Regions from separate parts of the Pan troglodytes genome. Here region 1 is linked to region 2. A link is a contact called in public Hi-C data. All regions are on one chromosome and are shown on one strand. The core of a region is the stretch at or near the end of the contact, and the rest is flanking DNA. Distances in the headings are between cores, read along the strand shown. Region 1 holds the start of ROR1 (receptor tyrosine kinase like orphan receptor 1). Region 2 overlaps ROR1 (receptor tyrosine kinase like orphan receptor 1).

What was found. Hi-C and Micro-C count contacts between places; a contact is called where the count stands out from the background.
Region 1: a contact with region 2 is called in a Hi-C map of stem cell-derived neural progenitor cells, with 2.5 times the contacts expected there. The contact joins the promoter of ROR1 here to the enhancer-like site in region 2. A contact is called at or near these places in 1 of 7 Hi-C or Micro-C datasets (stem cell-derived neural progenitor cells) and 1 of 1 datasets of contacts at active chromatin or transcription factors (stem cell-derived excitatory neurons).

Annotation. Positions count from the first base shown.
Region 1 is chr1:167,214,161-167,217,472 of NHGRI_mPanTro3-v2.0_pri, reverse strand. It overlaps ROR1 (receptor tyrosine kinase like orphan receptor 1), which reads left to right and starts at 1,304. Exons shown (of 8, transcript XM_016919829.4): 1 at 1,304-1,477. The coding sequence starts at 1,387.
Region 2 is chr1:166,945,963-166,949,066 of NHGRI_mPanTro3-v2.0_pri, reverse strand. The region is part of intron 1 of ROR1 (receptor tyrosine kinase like orphan receptor 1); the gene reads left to right. Among named protein-coding and RNA genes, the nearest start is that of UBE2U, 160 kb to the right of the region's middle. Within about 2 kb of position 1,461, at least 10 of the 24 cell types and tissues checked have an H3K27ac peak or open chromatin away from gene starts, as enhancers often do. A contact at or near this core is called in stem cell-derived neural progenitor cells, where this site is marked.

The DNA of each region.
Region 1 (3,312 bases), core at 55-2,554, 270 kb before region 2:
ACAGGAGGTATTTAGTAAGTGGCCACGTGATTATTGAGAGACTATGGGCTTCTTCCTGTTCCTCCAGAGCAAGACTGACAGGTGTCCTATTACCCTTGCATCTTCAGAGCCTAGAGCACAGCCCTGAAAACAGCAGGCGCTCACCACTTTTTATGATCAAAGGCAGTCTCTACAGGGAAAGTCAAATCATTATGGGTATTTATGAATTACAAAATCCATAAAGTTAAACCAGGAGAAATGGACAAAAACACACTCATTGTAGAGGTCTTTAATGATCCCTTGGCTCATGGCAGAGCAGCTAGACAAAAAACAAACAAACAAACATGCAAAGATTCAGAAGGCCTGAAAAAATAATGAATACAAAGAAGATAAATCGATACAGTATTCTATCTTCACATTCGGAAGACAGAAACACCTTTCAAAAAACCATGGGACATTGGCAAAAATAACCACAGATAATCCTCAATAAATCTTGCCAGGAGGCAGTACAGATGACATTGAATTCAGTGAAACTACAAATTAAAGACAAAAATGCGAAGTATAAATTACTTGTGTAAGAACTCTCTCAACTCTTGGGTCCAAGAAGAAAGCAAAAGGGAAATTGTATGATAGCAATAAATGTGCCATTACCCAGAGTCACACAGCTAACAGTGACACAGCTGAGGCTGCTAGAACCTGGGTCTACTGTCGTCCAGCCACGAACTGGCTTGAGATCCCGGATAAGTCTCTCTGAGCCTCGGTTTCCCCTTCTGTCAAGTAGCCTCGAAGGTCCCCGGGGCTCGGTTCGGTGGCGAGTTTGAGGAGTGTGGGGGAGGGGAGGGGAGGGAGCGTGCCCGAGACGCGGGAGCCGCGACCGCTTTCTGCGAAGTCGGGGAGGGTGCGGGCGTTGAGAGGCGGCAGCAGAGGGCGCTGGGTCGCCAGCCTGGGCCGCGTCTCCCATTGGTCGGGGCTGGGGCGCTGGGCTGGAGAGTTGGTGGAAAGTGACAAGTTGAGCGAGAGAGGGAGCGTGGAGAGCTGGAGCAGCCGCCACCGCCGCCGCCGAGGGAGCCCCGGGACGGCAGCCCCTGGGCGCAGGGTGCGCTGTTCTCGGAGTCCGACCCAGGGCGACTCACGCCCACTGGTGCGACCGGGACAGCCTGGGACTGACCCGCCGGCCCAGGCGAGGCTGCAGCCAGAGGGCTGGGAAGGGATCGCGCTCGCGGCATCCAGAGGCGGCCAGGCGGAGGCGAGGGAGCAGGTTAGAGGGACAAAGAGCTTTGCAGACGTCCCCGGCGTCCTGCGAGCGCCAGCGGCCGGGACGAGGCGGCCGGGAGCCCGGGAAGAGCCCGTGGATGTTCTGCGCGCGGCCTGGGAGCCGCCGCCGCCGCCGCCTCAGCGAGAGGAGGAATGCACCGGCCGCGCCGCCGCGGGACGCGCCCGCCGCTCCTGGCGCTGCTGGCCGCGCTGCTGCTGGCCGCACGCGGGGCTGCTGCCCAAGGTAAGAGGCGCCCGCCGGCCCCCGCCCGCCCAGACCCCCTGACCCGTGGCCACCCTTCCGTCGTCCAGCCGGGCGCGGGACACGCAGGAAGCGCCGCGCTGGCTCCGGGGCGCGTCCGGCCACCCGCCACGGGGCTCGCTTGCGCCGCCAGGCCAGGGTTTGCCCCGGAGCCCCGCGGCGGGCCGGGGCGCGCCCAGGGACTCGTTCCTCGGTGCGCAGCAGCGATTGTCAGCGCTGACAGGAAGCGTGGAGGGGTTTGAGGGTCCTGGGGGTGATCGGGGCACTTCTGTGCAGGGCGTCCCCCCTTGTCTTCCTGGACCTCCAGCGCGCCCCAGCCGGTGTTCAGGCAAGTCTATCCTGCCCCCAAGTTGCGAGCCGGCCCGGAAGGCGCGGTCCAGGAGGGAGTTTGGATTTTCAGTGGTGCTCGCCAGAGCCCAGGCGGCTCGCGGATCGACGCAAACAAAAGCCCTGTCCTCCTGGGGCTCCGGCGGCCTCGCATCGCCACCGCCCCCGGTCCTCCGGCCCTCCCGAGAGTCACCATAGAGGCCAAAACTTGTGCGCCGCTGCAGCCGCTGCCACTTTGTGCAAAATGTGCTGTCAGAGGCGGCCTGCGGCTCCAAAGTGCTTTGGGTGTGCACGCGCGTGCGCGCGCGTGTGTGGGTGTGCGTGTTACAAACAAGAGGGAGAAAAGCCATCTAATGCATATTTGATTTTGGTAATCTCCAAAGACAATCGCAACAGTTAGAGAAAGACTTCACCGCAAGCCGGAGCGTCTTAGTTCGCTGCGGGAAGCTGGGGTCCTTGCTGCGTCTGAGCCGGTACACAATGAGAGGGAAGAGCCCGGCTGAGCCTGTGGAGACAACCGATTCATTCTTTGGAGGTTGGAGGGGGAAAGTTGATTAAAGTCTCCGGGGTCTCGGGCCTCACTTTTAACATGCATCCCTTGAGGGGGTGAGGAGCCTTTGGATTCTGCCCTCCCCCACTCCCAGCCCTAAACCTGAGCGGATAAATAGATCTCTGCTCTTTTATCATGCATCTTTCATTTTTAAGTTAGCACTGTGTTTAGGAAAAGAAAAAGCTCTGCGCTACTTAGCAGTTGAGAGGAAAAAGATGTATTCACTACATAGACTACGAATGCAGAATTAGTTTTTACTAAAAGTTAGCTGACTTTCTTGGTAGAAAACACACTCTGGAAGGAAGTTGTGTGAAATTTTGATTTCTTAGAGATGGTTTTTGGAAGCTAGAGTAGCATTTTCTGAGGATGATTTCTGAAACCGATCCTATAATGTGGTCGTGCTAATCTGGAAGCTCCTGGGGGTAAATAGAGCTCCTAATTGTAATTAAGATGTGCATCAGCAGGGAGTGCACCTTCCTGATGAAAAATCCTAATGAAATGTAAACAGCTTGGTCACATAGATGTTTTGCTTGGTGATGCCAAACATCTGGCCTTGCGCCACAACACCTGGGTGAAAAGTAAAAATGGGCCATGCTGCCTACGTAATGTAAACATCCTTCTCAACTTGGGTTGCCCAGCAAATTGAGGTGGAGATAAGCAGGGTGATTTTAACTAAGGTGGGACTCCTGGCTTGGGGCTTTGGTTAATTCAGTTATTTCCTCTGTGGACTCCTTTACTTTGTACTTCACCTTTCAACAATGGTTGCTTTTAGATCATAGCCCCTTGTGGGGGTGGGGGTCACTTGCCTTTAAATACATGTCCCTGCATTGATTTTGCTCACTGTAAACACCCTTCTTATCAGCAGCCACCCCAATTCTGTCTCCTTTAACTGTTTACAGCCTTTTAGAGTTGTTTAAAAAAGGTATTGCCTATTCCATTG
Region 2 (3,104 bases), core at 212-2,711:
CTAAGTAGCAAAGTGCAAGTTTTCTTAAACTCCTTTGAGTGGCACCACATGCTAACTGGGCTTCCTAAGGAAAGAACTGTAAAGGTGGCTGTCTTTCCCCATTAACCCTGATTTATAGGGGGTTTTGCTCTAAGTGCATATTTGCAGAACCATTCTTAATGTGTGTGTGTTCTCTCCCCAAAAAGGAGGCACATTATTGGCCATTTGTTGTCTTTGGTCCAGTGGATACTCTTTAAACCCACTCTTACTACTCTGTAGTCAATAGCCCAAGCTCAGCTTGATGCATTAGTCCTTGTGTTTTCAAGAAAATGTGTTCGGCCAGCACCCAGCCCAGCACAGCACTTCTTTTCTTTTCACTTTTAACCATCATATCCCCTGGTTTCCAGCAGGTTCATTCACCCAGAAAATGTTTATCTTCATTGTGCCACCTCGGTACTTAACCTGGGGCAGAGGTGTGGATACTGGAGAGTGCAAGAGGAAGGGTTGGGTTGGAGGTGCGGTTTCACTCTTTATCAGTTATGTGACCTTAGGCAACACACTTAATGTCTCAGCATTGGTTTCTTCTTGTAAACAAGGGATTGTAGTGGAGAATACTCCTGAGGATTTTTGAGGAATAAATTAATTACAGGGTTTAACAGGAAGCCAGGCAAGAATCAGGGGTCAGGAAATGGTAGTGATAGTTACTGTAGCCAGGTGTTCTCTTATTCACTGCACAGGAGAATCATTTGAAGAAGGGCTTTTAAAAATGCTCATGTCTGGATTCCATCCTCGAACAATTAAATTAGAATCTTTAGGGGTGGGACCCAGGTATCAGTACTTTTTTCTGGAATACTTTTGATATTCCAGAGATGGATTAAATCCTTTAACCCCCACAACATCCCTAATGGGTAGGTATCATTATTAGCCCATTTCACATTTGAGGAAACTGAGGCTTAGAGAGGTTAAATCACAGCAAGTAAAAGGTGGTGCTCAGATATGAAGCCAAGCAGTCTAGCTCCAGAGCCCATGCTCTTGGTTGGTGTGACGCAGTCTATTATTATAAGCAGCGCCTCCAGTGAGATGTCTGGTGAGAGCTAAGATCCAGCAGGTGGGGTCATCCGATGGTTTCGGTCCCTTCATACCTTCAGGTTACCCACCTCCTGCTTTTACCTTCAGCTCTGTGTGTTCAGGACTTCCCAGCAGCCCTGTGTCAGATAACGAACTGTGGTTATTCAGAAGTCCCCTGCTATTTTCGGCTGATTTTATTAAACTCAGCTTGTGGCTTGGACTCAAGAATGTGCAAGCTGATTTAGATTATGCTTTGCATTGAGTTTATTAAGATAAAAAATATTTCCCGAGATAGTGAGTCAGAAGTATTTATGGTGAAGTGTGCTGAAAGTGAATGCAGGTTGATAGCGTGAACAGAATGTTCTCTCCAAGTCAAATGCGATGACCTAACTGTGTTTGGCAGCCTTCCTTTATGTTTAGCTAAGCATTTCATTTCATGTTGGGAACCTCCTCCCTCTTCTGAAAAGCATCAGTCATGTGGGAGGCTAGGATTTTGGCATGTGCCTCTTTTGATACCGAGACCCAGGCCCTAAACCTAATTGTGACTGGCTCCTCGGCTGACTGGCTGGGTTGCCATGGCAATGGACTGCTCAACTCTTTATATCTCAGTTTCTCTCACCTGTCAAAATGGGAATATAACACTTGGCCCCACCTTCCTCCCTGAGGAGAGATGGGGGTACTTTGAAAATTAAGTAATAAATGTTGGGAAGGATTTGTGGATTTGTGGATGTGACATCTTGTCAAGTGGGTAAATAATAAATGGGGTGTCTCCAAAGCTAATTTGCCTAAAATTCACTTGAGCCTTCCATTTACTTCATCAACCAGCGTTTATTAAATGCCTACGAAGTTCACAATAACACATGAAGTGCTGAGGGGAATACAAAAAATGTAAAAAGGAGGAAATAGAGTCTCAATTCCCAGAGAGGTCATAAACTAACCTTTTTCTTGCAGTTTGCTTTTTCTGGTTCATTAAGCCTCAGTACAGACCATGCCTGCACTGTATTTAAAAAGCTCATTCTCAATGATGACTTCCAGTTACGTCTTAAGCAACTAGTGGTGATTTAGTTGTTTTCAGTACCAGTGGGTATTGTCACGTGCTTGATGGACTCATAAAAAGGCAAGAATATTTTTTAGTCCAGGTTATGAGTGGTGCAAAGGACAATGAAAGACTACAGGTTGGATTGATTGGGAATCTGATTGCATCAGATCATAATATGGTCTCTGCTGTTCAAAGGCGTGGGTTTGGGTCCTGGCTCTGCTGCTTTCTGGCTGTGTGACTTTGGGAAATTCCTTAACTTCTCTGTGTCTCAGTTTCCTTATCTCTAAAATGAGGTCAGTTTTAGAGTCTACCTCATAGGATTGTTGTCAAGTTTAAATTAAAGTGTGTAAGATGCTCAGAATAGTGCCTGGCATTTTGTAAATGCTCAGAAAAATGTTAGCTATGATCATCACTTTCCATTGTTAATGGGAGAAGATGGTGGCACTAAAAGGATACTGGCATTTCATTTTCCTACATTGTAAAAATAACAAATCCTTTTTAATTCAGAGTCCTAAACTTTTGCCCAGATCTGACACAATCGCTTGGGATTGCCCCAAAGCCCCAAACTGCTTGTTCGGAAATAGAAAACATGCCATCCAAGTCACTCTGCTCTCTGACTCATACTGTTCAGGGCCTGAGCTCACCCATTTTGTTCTGAAAGCCTTACACCAGTCTAGGACCCCGAGGGCTGGGAAAGGGCAGCTATGGAGTGTGATGGAAACAGCGCTGGGCTTGGTGTCCAAATCCTGGCTTTGCCTTTTATTAGCTGTAAACTCTGGGATAGGCTGTTAAGTCCTCTGAACTGCAGTTTACCCATCCTAATTGTGCAAAAGCAATGGTGGGTGAAACTGCTCAAACAAATTCAGACAATGGCACCAACTGTACCAAACTCGTGGTCACTGTACATTCCACTGCCATATACTTGTAGTTGAAAAGAAAAAAAAAGCCAATTGCACTTAAGAATGTCTTCCATGAAGCAGTAAAAATTATTAATTGTATTAAATCTTGACCCTTGAAT